Regions from separate parts of the Sus scrofa genome. Here region 2 is linked to region 1. The links are chromatin contacts, called in public Hi-C maps. All regions are on one chromosome and are shown on one strand. Each heading gives the region's core, a stretch centred on a gene start, on an enhancer-like site or on the middle of the called end of the contact. The rest is flanking DNA. Distances are from core to core; before and after follow the strand shown.

Region 1 (3,728 bases), core at 868-3,367:
GGAGCAATGTAGTGAAATTTTAATGCATTTATATGATTAGAGGCAATGCATGATGCTCAAAAAAGATCTGATAAACATTTACACTAAAATAAAACAAGGGTGAATGTGGAAATGCTTCGCTTGTACTATATTACATAAGATTATTAAATGCAAATGTACTGAAGTCTTAGAAAATATATTAAAATGTTAAGATAAAATAATAAAAGGTGCATCTTACATATATGAAAGAAAATGTACAGTAATATGCTTAAAGGGAAATTCTTCAATACGATGTTAATGAAAAGTCAAAAAATGTTAAAATTGACAATGAAAACAAAATTAAAACACTTGGTTGTTGTTTTTTTAAAAAGTCATCTGGATCCTTTTGTAACACTGGTTGAAATGCAATAACTTAAAAATCCATCAGGGAGATATTCAGGTTTTCTGTTCATGTATGTAAAACCCATGACATTTCTATTATATATTATGCCAAGTGTACTACTATATTAATAAATACATAGATGAAGTGTTTGTGGTGCCTCTCAATTTTAAATAACCATCAAGGACAATTTGTCTAACTCAAATTAGACAAATTTTTACATAAGAAACCACTCTATAAAGGGCAAGTACTGTAAACCAATGTCAACAGAACTAAGATAGAAAACTGCTGACTCAGCAGTAATCCTAATGTCAGCCACATGTAGAATAAGACTTCCAAATTTTAATCAGTCTATTTATAGATAAATATCCTTTGTTAATGCCAAGTCTATATCTGAAGGACTATAATCACTGAGATTCTAAAAGGAAATTAAAACTCCAGAATAATGAAACTTTTAAATTGGTCTTGAATACTAAACATAATCTATTATTTTTCTGGTTTGGACTAGTGACCTAAATTAAGTTTTAAGCCAAATGCACACTTCTGATTTGTTTTGAGTAAACGTTTAATGAGTGTGTTCTTAAAATTGTCTCTGAAATTTTGAAAAATGTGAAGTAAAATAACTCAGGGATAATAATGAGAAATAAACACATGAATACTGCCAACTCACAAAAGTAAATCTGTCTCGAGCACAGATTTTTCTTTTTCCTGACAACAATTACTTTAAAGAATTTGCCATCTCACACAAATATACCACCAAAACAAACAAAAAGTCCAAGTTTGTAATCTATCAGAATTGACAAAACTTGGAAGTGGAGGGGAAAGGGAATTACAGAAAGATGCTAAGAATGAAAACGTCTGTTTCAACGATTCCAGCTTCAAATCTTTTACTTTACAGACCCTAAAACCACCTCCAAAGTTATAAGAAAGCTCCCCCAAAAGGTGGCTGAAAATACAAATCCGCTCCTGTATCCTGTCTACTACTCTCTCAAACCTGCTACCATCTCTACACATTTTACCGATATGTTCACGCTGAGCAATACAAATTTACTGCCAAATAAGTAAATAAGAGTGCAACAGAAAGCCCGCTGCACTGGACCAAAAAATACCTTCAGAGGCACTCGGCCCCCTTCTTGCAGAAAGCACGTGTTTAGCTCTTTAAAGCATCTCGCCCTACCAGGAGTGAGAATGGTGACCGTCCTCTAACCTAAGCGAGGAGGATATTAAATGTGAAAGGGGATTTCAAGACAAGCTTAGGTTAACTAATCCACCAACCCCACAAGGCAGACCAGAGCTGTCAACATAATAGAACCACAGCACAGTGAACAGTGCAGCAAACGAGTGGGGTGTGAGAGGGTGGGTGTGCGCTGGAGAGCGGTACAATTTTTTGAATGCAATAATTAAACACGGAAAAATCCAAAGCCCGGGTCTTTCGACCCGCCTCCAAATCTCGATTCCACCGACTGCGCCTAGAAGGGACCTAATCCCCTGACCGCGGGGATTTGGGGGCGGGGTGGGGCCGCCTCCCACACCCGCGCACCAGAGCGCCCACCCCGCCTCGAGATTGCACTCCGGACACTCACGTTTTCTGCACGGGCTTCCGCCGCTTGCGACTGGCGTAGGTGATGTTGGCGCTGCTGCTGTTCATGGTGCCTGGCTGGCGGCGGCTCCTCCCCGAGCGCAGACAGCCCGGTCTTCGAGACCCGGCGGCGACCCGGACGGCGGCAGCGGCCGGGGCCCGGTTGCACACAGCCGCGCCCGCTCCACCTGCGCGCTCCCTGGGCGGTGGCAAAGACGCCGCACCCGGCCTGAGCCTTGGGTCTCGCAGCTCCGCGCGTCCAGGTGCGCCGCCGGGGCCTGGCGCCGGGGGGCGAGGGGCGGAGACCGGTGACCCAGGCGGCGCAGGTGCCGTCTATACCAGCGGAGGGGGCGCGGCGCTGCCCGCAGGTGAGGCGGCCTGAATGGAGGAGGAGCCTCTGCTGCCTGTTTGGAATCCCGGCCTGGGTCGCGCGCTGTGGCGCCGCGCCCCGTGACCGTCGCTGCGGCCCCTTGGGTCAGGGAGGCGCCGCCGCGCTGCTCCCGGGGCTTCCCCGATCCTGGGTGCTTCCCGCCTGGGAGCTTGGGCTCCGGCCTCCGCTCCCGGTACCACCAGCTTCCGCTTGGCTACGCGGCTGCCTCTTGTCCGAGCCGGTGGTCGCGGACACGCTCTCGGCACCTAGCGTCGAGTGGCCTCGCCTTGCGCTGCCTCCCGCCGCTGCTCGCACCGGCTGAATAGCAGAAGAGCCCCCGACCCCTCTCCAGCCCCGCCCAGCTCCTCATAGCCCCGCCCCGTCCTACTTGGCCCCGCCCTCATTACATTCTCTTAGTAACCACCTTCCCGACACGTGATGACGTAAGACGTAATGACACCCCCCAGTAGCCATCTTATTGAGGTCAAGGTAAGGGCTATGTGGACACACTTCCAACCCAGAAAGATACTCAGAAAGATACTTGACAACAAATTACTTGTAGCCAAACTGTTTGTAACTAGACAATCTCAAGGACAGATGTGCTAAATAGTGAACTTAACCTTACCTATAAAAGAGACAGTAACTCAATTTTTGGCTAAGAATTACTGTCAGCTGGCAGATAACCAGTGGAACTATAAATATTCCTAGAGAAAGCTTCAGGAGGCCACATCTGAGTTCAACCTGAAGGCAAGGCGTTTTCTTGTCTTCTTGTTTTGGTTTGTTTTTTGTCTCCACAATAAACAGTATAATATCTTTTGCCCAGCCAGAATAACTTTGTTACTCTATACTGAGATTTCAATAAGGTGGAAAGGAAGAAGAGCTGCAGGAGACATTTAAGGATAAGTAGTCTGGTATGGTTGGAGAGAAAACTGGAAATGAGATTCAAGAATTCTAGGATCAAATCATAAAGTCTTGGTCAAGAGTCCAGGTTTTATTCTGTAGTCAATGGAAGCCTTTTAAAGATGCATAGCAGAAAAGCAACATTCCGGTGTCTCACAAAAGTCACTCTGGAAGGAAAGTGCAAACTGGATTACAGGAGAGAAAGATTGGATGCAGGGAGAGTAGTAAGGGAGTTGAAATAGTCCAGGTAAAATCCAGGGAAGTGACAATGGGATGGAGAAAAGGAAGAAAAGATGGACAATAAGGAAATACATGGAGAGAGAGAGCGATCATAAATGACCCCAAGATTTCTGACTCCTTCTGCGCTGTTAACCAGAGTAGGGAGCACAGTGAGAGGAGTACATTTGCTTGTCAGGAGCAGAAAGGCATCCAGACTGGGACATCCAGATGACATCTCACACCATATCCATTCCTACATTTTCAAACGTCATCAAGCCATTTCCACCTGGTGAGTTTTACCT
Region 2 (3,728 bases), core at 339-2,838, 580 kb before region 1:
AGGTCTTTGGTGGAAAGATCCTTCCAGATAAAGAGACTAGTCAGTGAAAATGCCCCAGGCTAGAGGATGCCTTACAGTTACAGGAGCAAGATAGCTAGAACCAAGTGCTTATTAGAAATGAGGTCAGAGAGGTGCATGTGGGTTGGGACAGGGAGGCTAGTCAGCATAGGTTTTTTTTTTTTTTTTTTTTTTTAGGTCACAGAAAGAATTCTGGCTGAGAAAACCTGGAGTTAATGAATTTGGCTTGCTTCTAGGTTTATGGACAAACTTCTAAATGTTAAAAGCATATTAATGTCATTTCACAGGTTGGTACAGATCTCAAGTTGTGTCTACAGTTATTTTACCTTAAAAATAAGTAAAAATGCTTTGCTTCTGGCATGAGGAAAATGTGAAAGAAGACTACTCAGGCCAGACACCTAAATTACAGTTTTAATTTACTAGTTGGTGTCTTAAATATTGATAAGCCTCCTCTGTTTTCTTATTTATAGGTTGGAACAGTTATCTTTTTCCAGGTTCCTTGTGGTCTCTAGTATCTCTTCATTTCCCTTAATGTCTTAGGCCAGATAGTATTTTCCAATCTTATTTTCTGTTTGTGGCTTATTCTGTCAATACCAGTAACAGATTTTTTTTCTGTTGCAGAGGTCAGAATCTTGCCGGCCCAGTAATATGGAAATTATATATCAGATGAAGATTAAAACAACAGCAAGGAGTTCCTGTGGTGACTCAATGGTTAACAAATCCTACTAGGAACCATGAGGTTAGGTTGATGGTTCGATCCCTGGACTTGCTCAGTGGGTTAGGCCCACTGAGCCTACAGCTCTGATTCAACCCCTAGCCTAGGAACCTCCATATGCCGCGGGAGCCGCTCAAGAAATGGCAAAAAGACAAAAAGACAAAAAAAAAAAAAAAAAAAAAAAAATTGAAAGTAAAACAACAGCAAAACTACTTTTCTCAATTAGTTGAACTGAGTAAAATCAGGATTTATTTTGAATTCCCACCTACCAAAATGAACCATTCGGCTTCCTTGATGAAGACACAACGGAGGTAACACAAGGTTTGTAAGGCCTTTACTTAAGGGTTTGAGAATTTAAAAGTAATGTATTAAGTAAATTTCATTTTACACAATAGTACTATTGTTAAGAAAGGGGAAGCGGGAGATTCTTAGCTTTACAGAATGCCTTTGTTTCACCTTAAAAGAGATGGAAGGATTCTGTGTGTCAAGTCTGAAAACTCACTTGTCAATTTCCTTGTAAACTTGTTTCTAACGTACAGCAGGGCAACACACACTTTGACAGCAGGTTCAGGTAAATTACAACCATTACAATTCAGGTAGAGGTGATTGCATTTATTTTCACACATTGTAACTCATCTAGCAACAGATTCAGGGGCTTTTATGCACACTGTTGCATTAAGTTGGGACTATTTGTGTCAATACCTGCTGAAATTTGCTCACCATCACACACACAGTATCAAGAAACTAGTAAAGCACAGATTGCGGTTAAAAAGCAAAATAGGCTTAGACTTAGATTTTTTTTTTTTTTTAAGAGGTCTTTTATGAGGAGCAAGACGAAGCCCTCGTTGTTATACAGGTGCTGGCCAATCACCAAATCAGCGAAAGTAAAGCTGATATGCTGGTATCACTTCCACAACCTGTCGCGCACCCCAGTAGAGAACTTGCTAAGGATTGGTAAAGACAAAGGAAAGTTTCTGTCAAAGTTTAGCAGGAGAGAGCGGCTGAGCGGGGAGAAGTGTCAGATCACATTTAAGCCCAGACCGTGGAGGAAGCCGAACATCCCCTTTCTGCTCTTTGGTCGCCGCGGAGCCAGGGAAATGCGAGAGGGAAGTTTTTCTACTGGACATCTGCCGCCTTGTCCCCGAGACGCGGGAGGTTCACAGCGCCATCAGTGCAAGTCTCGGCCGCCGCCGGTCTTGCTCCACCCCAGGGTCAGCCGACCCCGGCGTGCGGCGGAGGAAGAGCGGCCGCCGCAGGCATGCACGCCTGCTCCCAGGTGGACCCAGCGCTGGGGCGTTTCTGAACTCCCCTCGGTCCCCGGTCGGCCAGTGAGCCCAGCGGCGGAACCCTTGAAGCAGGCGCCTAGTGGATCTCCGGCCATCCGCCTCCGCCTCCTCGCGCGCCGGCGCTATGGCGACAGTCACGAGACGCCAGCTGCCCCGGCGCCCGCCAATGGGAGCGCACGTCGCGGGGAGACGCGGACGTCGCTCTTCCAAGATGGCGGCGCGTCCGTCGCGAGCAGCCGGGCCGGGGGGAAGCCAGCGAAGCCGAGTAAAGCCGCCGCCCGGGAGAGGACTGAAGGAGCTGTCGCCGCCGTTGGCGGCGGCTTGGGCAGTTTTCGCTGCTGCTACGGCTGTTGCCATGCGGCGAGGCTAGGGAGGAGCTCACTTCCCCGGGGTGTAATAATGTTAACAGAGGTAAGCGGCGACGGCGGCCAGTGTTTACCCGTGAAATGGGGAAGGGGCCGACCCCGGCTAGTCAGATAACATCATTTCTGCCGCCGCCAGGCCGGACCATAGGCAGCAGGCCCTGGGGCCGGAGGAGCAGCGGGGGTCCTACAAGTGCCCCCTGAATAAGAGCTGTGCTGACTCAACAGAGTCCCACCACCTCTGGCTTCCTGTGCCTCTTTCGCAGTTGCCACTTGCCCCTGGCACTGATCTTCCTCCTGCTGTCGCTACTGCCTAACCTGCCGCTCCCTTCGTGGCGTCTCCTTACACGCTCTCTGTGGCAGCGTTAGGTCTCTCTGCGTTGCTGCTGGTTCCTGTTCCCCTACGGTTTGTCCGAGGTCTCTGCCTTCTCGGGTCCTGGCCTCCAGGGCCCTCCACCTCCAAGCTCGGTCAGCATCCTGGGTTTGTCACTCAGCCAGACTGGCTTGTTTCCCACCCCCTACTTTGACTACTTGGTGAAGAGGACCTTTTTCTCAGGGGACACTTGGATAGCCCAGTTATGTCACCTCCCTCTCCCACACCCCGTCATTTTTCGCTTAATTCGTGGGTATGAGAAAGTTCATTTTAGCATCTCACCTCTTGATTTGCTCAAGGCTGCCTTGGTACTCTCAGTGGGACAGTTTTTTTGCTTTGGTCCTGAAATGGAAGTAGGGCAACTATGACGAGCCAATCAGTTTCTCTTTCTAGTGCTTGATGTCCATTGCAAAAAGCAGACTTTTTGAAGAAGTTTGCCTTTATTAGCAGTACTTTTAAGGGGAAGAACGAAATTGATGTAACTAGGTACTTGATCCCAGTTAACAGTTACGTGTTGTGGTATACGCTTGTAGATTTGAGGAAATATCTTAGAAGCTACTCGGAGTCCTGTGAAGATTCCAGTGTCAGCTGTCAGGGACTAGTTTGGGCATTTTTGAGGGCTGAACTAAGGATAGGAAACAATTTTAATGGACAAAGGGGAGTATTCTTGCTTGGGCTAACAAGGAAATAAACGTTTGTAAGTGAGTGGTTGTTGATGTGTGAAATTGTGGTAATAAGGGACTTGGCTTTCCAACTTTATTAACACTGAGGAACTTAATACTTTAGTATTTGTTCTTAATAACGACACAGAGCCTGATATTATTATGTGCCTGGTAAATACTTATTGGCTAATTTTAACTCATAAGCTACTTCTAGTAGTTTGTACTGCACTTTATTGTCTAAATTCTACAAACTTTTCATTCCTGTAATTTTATTTTCAGGATTATGGTATATCATAAGCTTCTGTTGTTGTT

What was found. A called contact is a pair of places that touch in the nucleus more often than the background predicts.
Region 2: a Hi-C map of heart right ventricle shows a contact between it and region 1, with 4 times the contacts expected there. The contact joins the promoter of SNX13 here to the promoter of AHR in region 1. A contact is called at or near these places in 3 of 47 Hi-C or Micro-C datasets (embryonic fibroblasts, heart right ventricle and liver).

What each region holds. Positions count from the first base shown.
Region 1 is chr9:86,510,255-86,513,982 of Sscrofa11.1, reverse strand. AHR (aryl hydrocarbon receptor) reads right to left here and starts at 2,117. Exons shown (of 11, transcript NM_001303026.1): 1 at 1,942-2,117. The coding sequence starts at 2,006.
Region 2 is chr9:87,085,060-87,088,787 of Sscrofa11.1, reverse strand. It overlaps SNX13 (sorting nexin-13), which reads left to right and starts at 1,588. Exons shown (of 26, transcript XM_005667667.3): 1 at 1,588-2,430. The coding sequence starts at 1,831.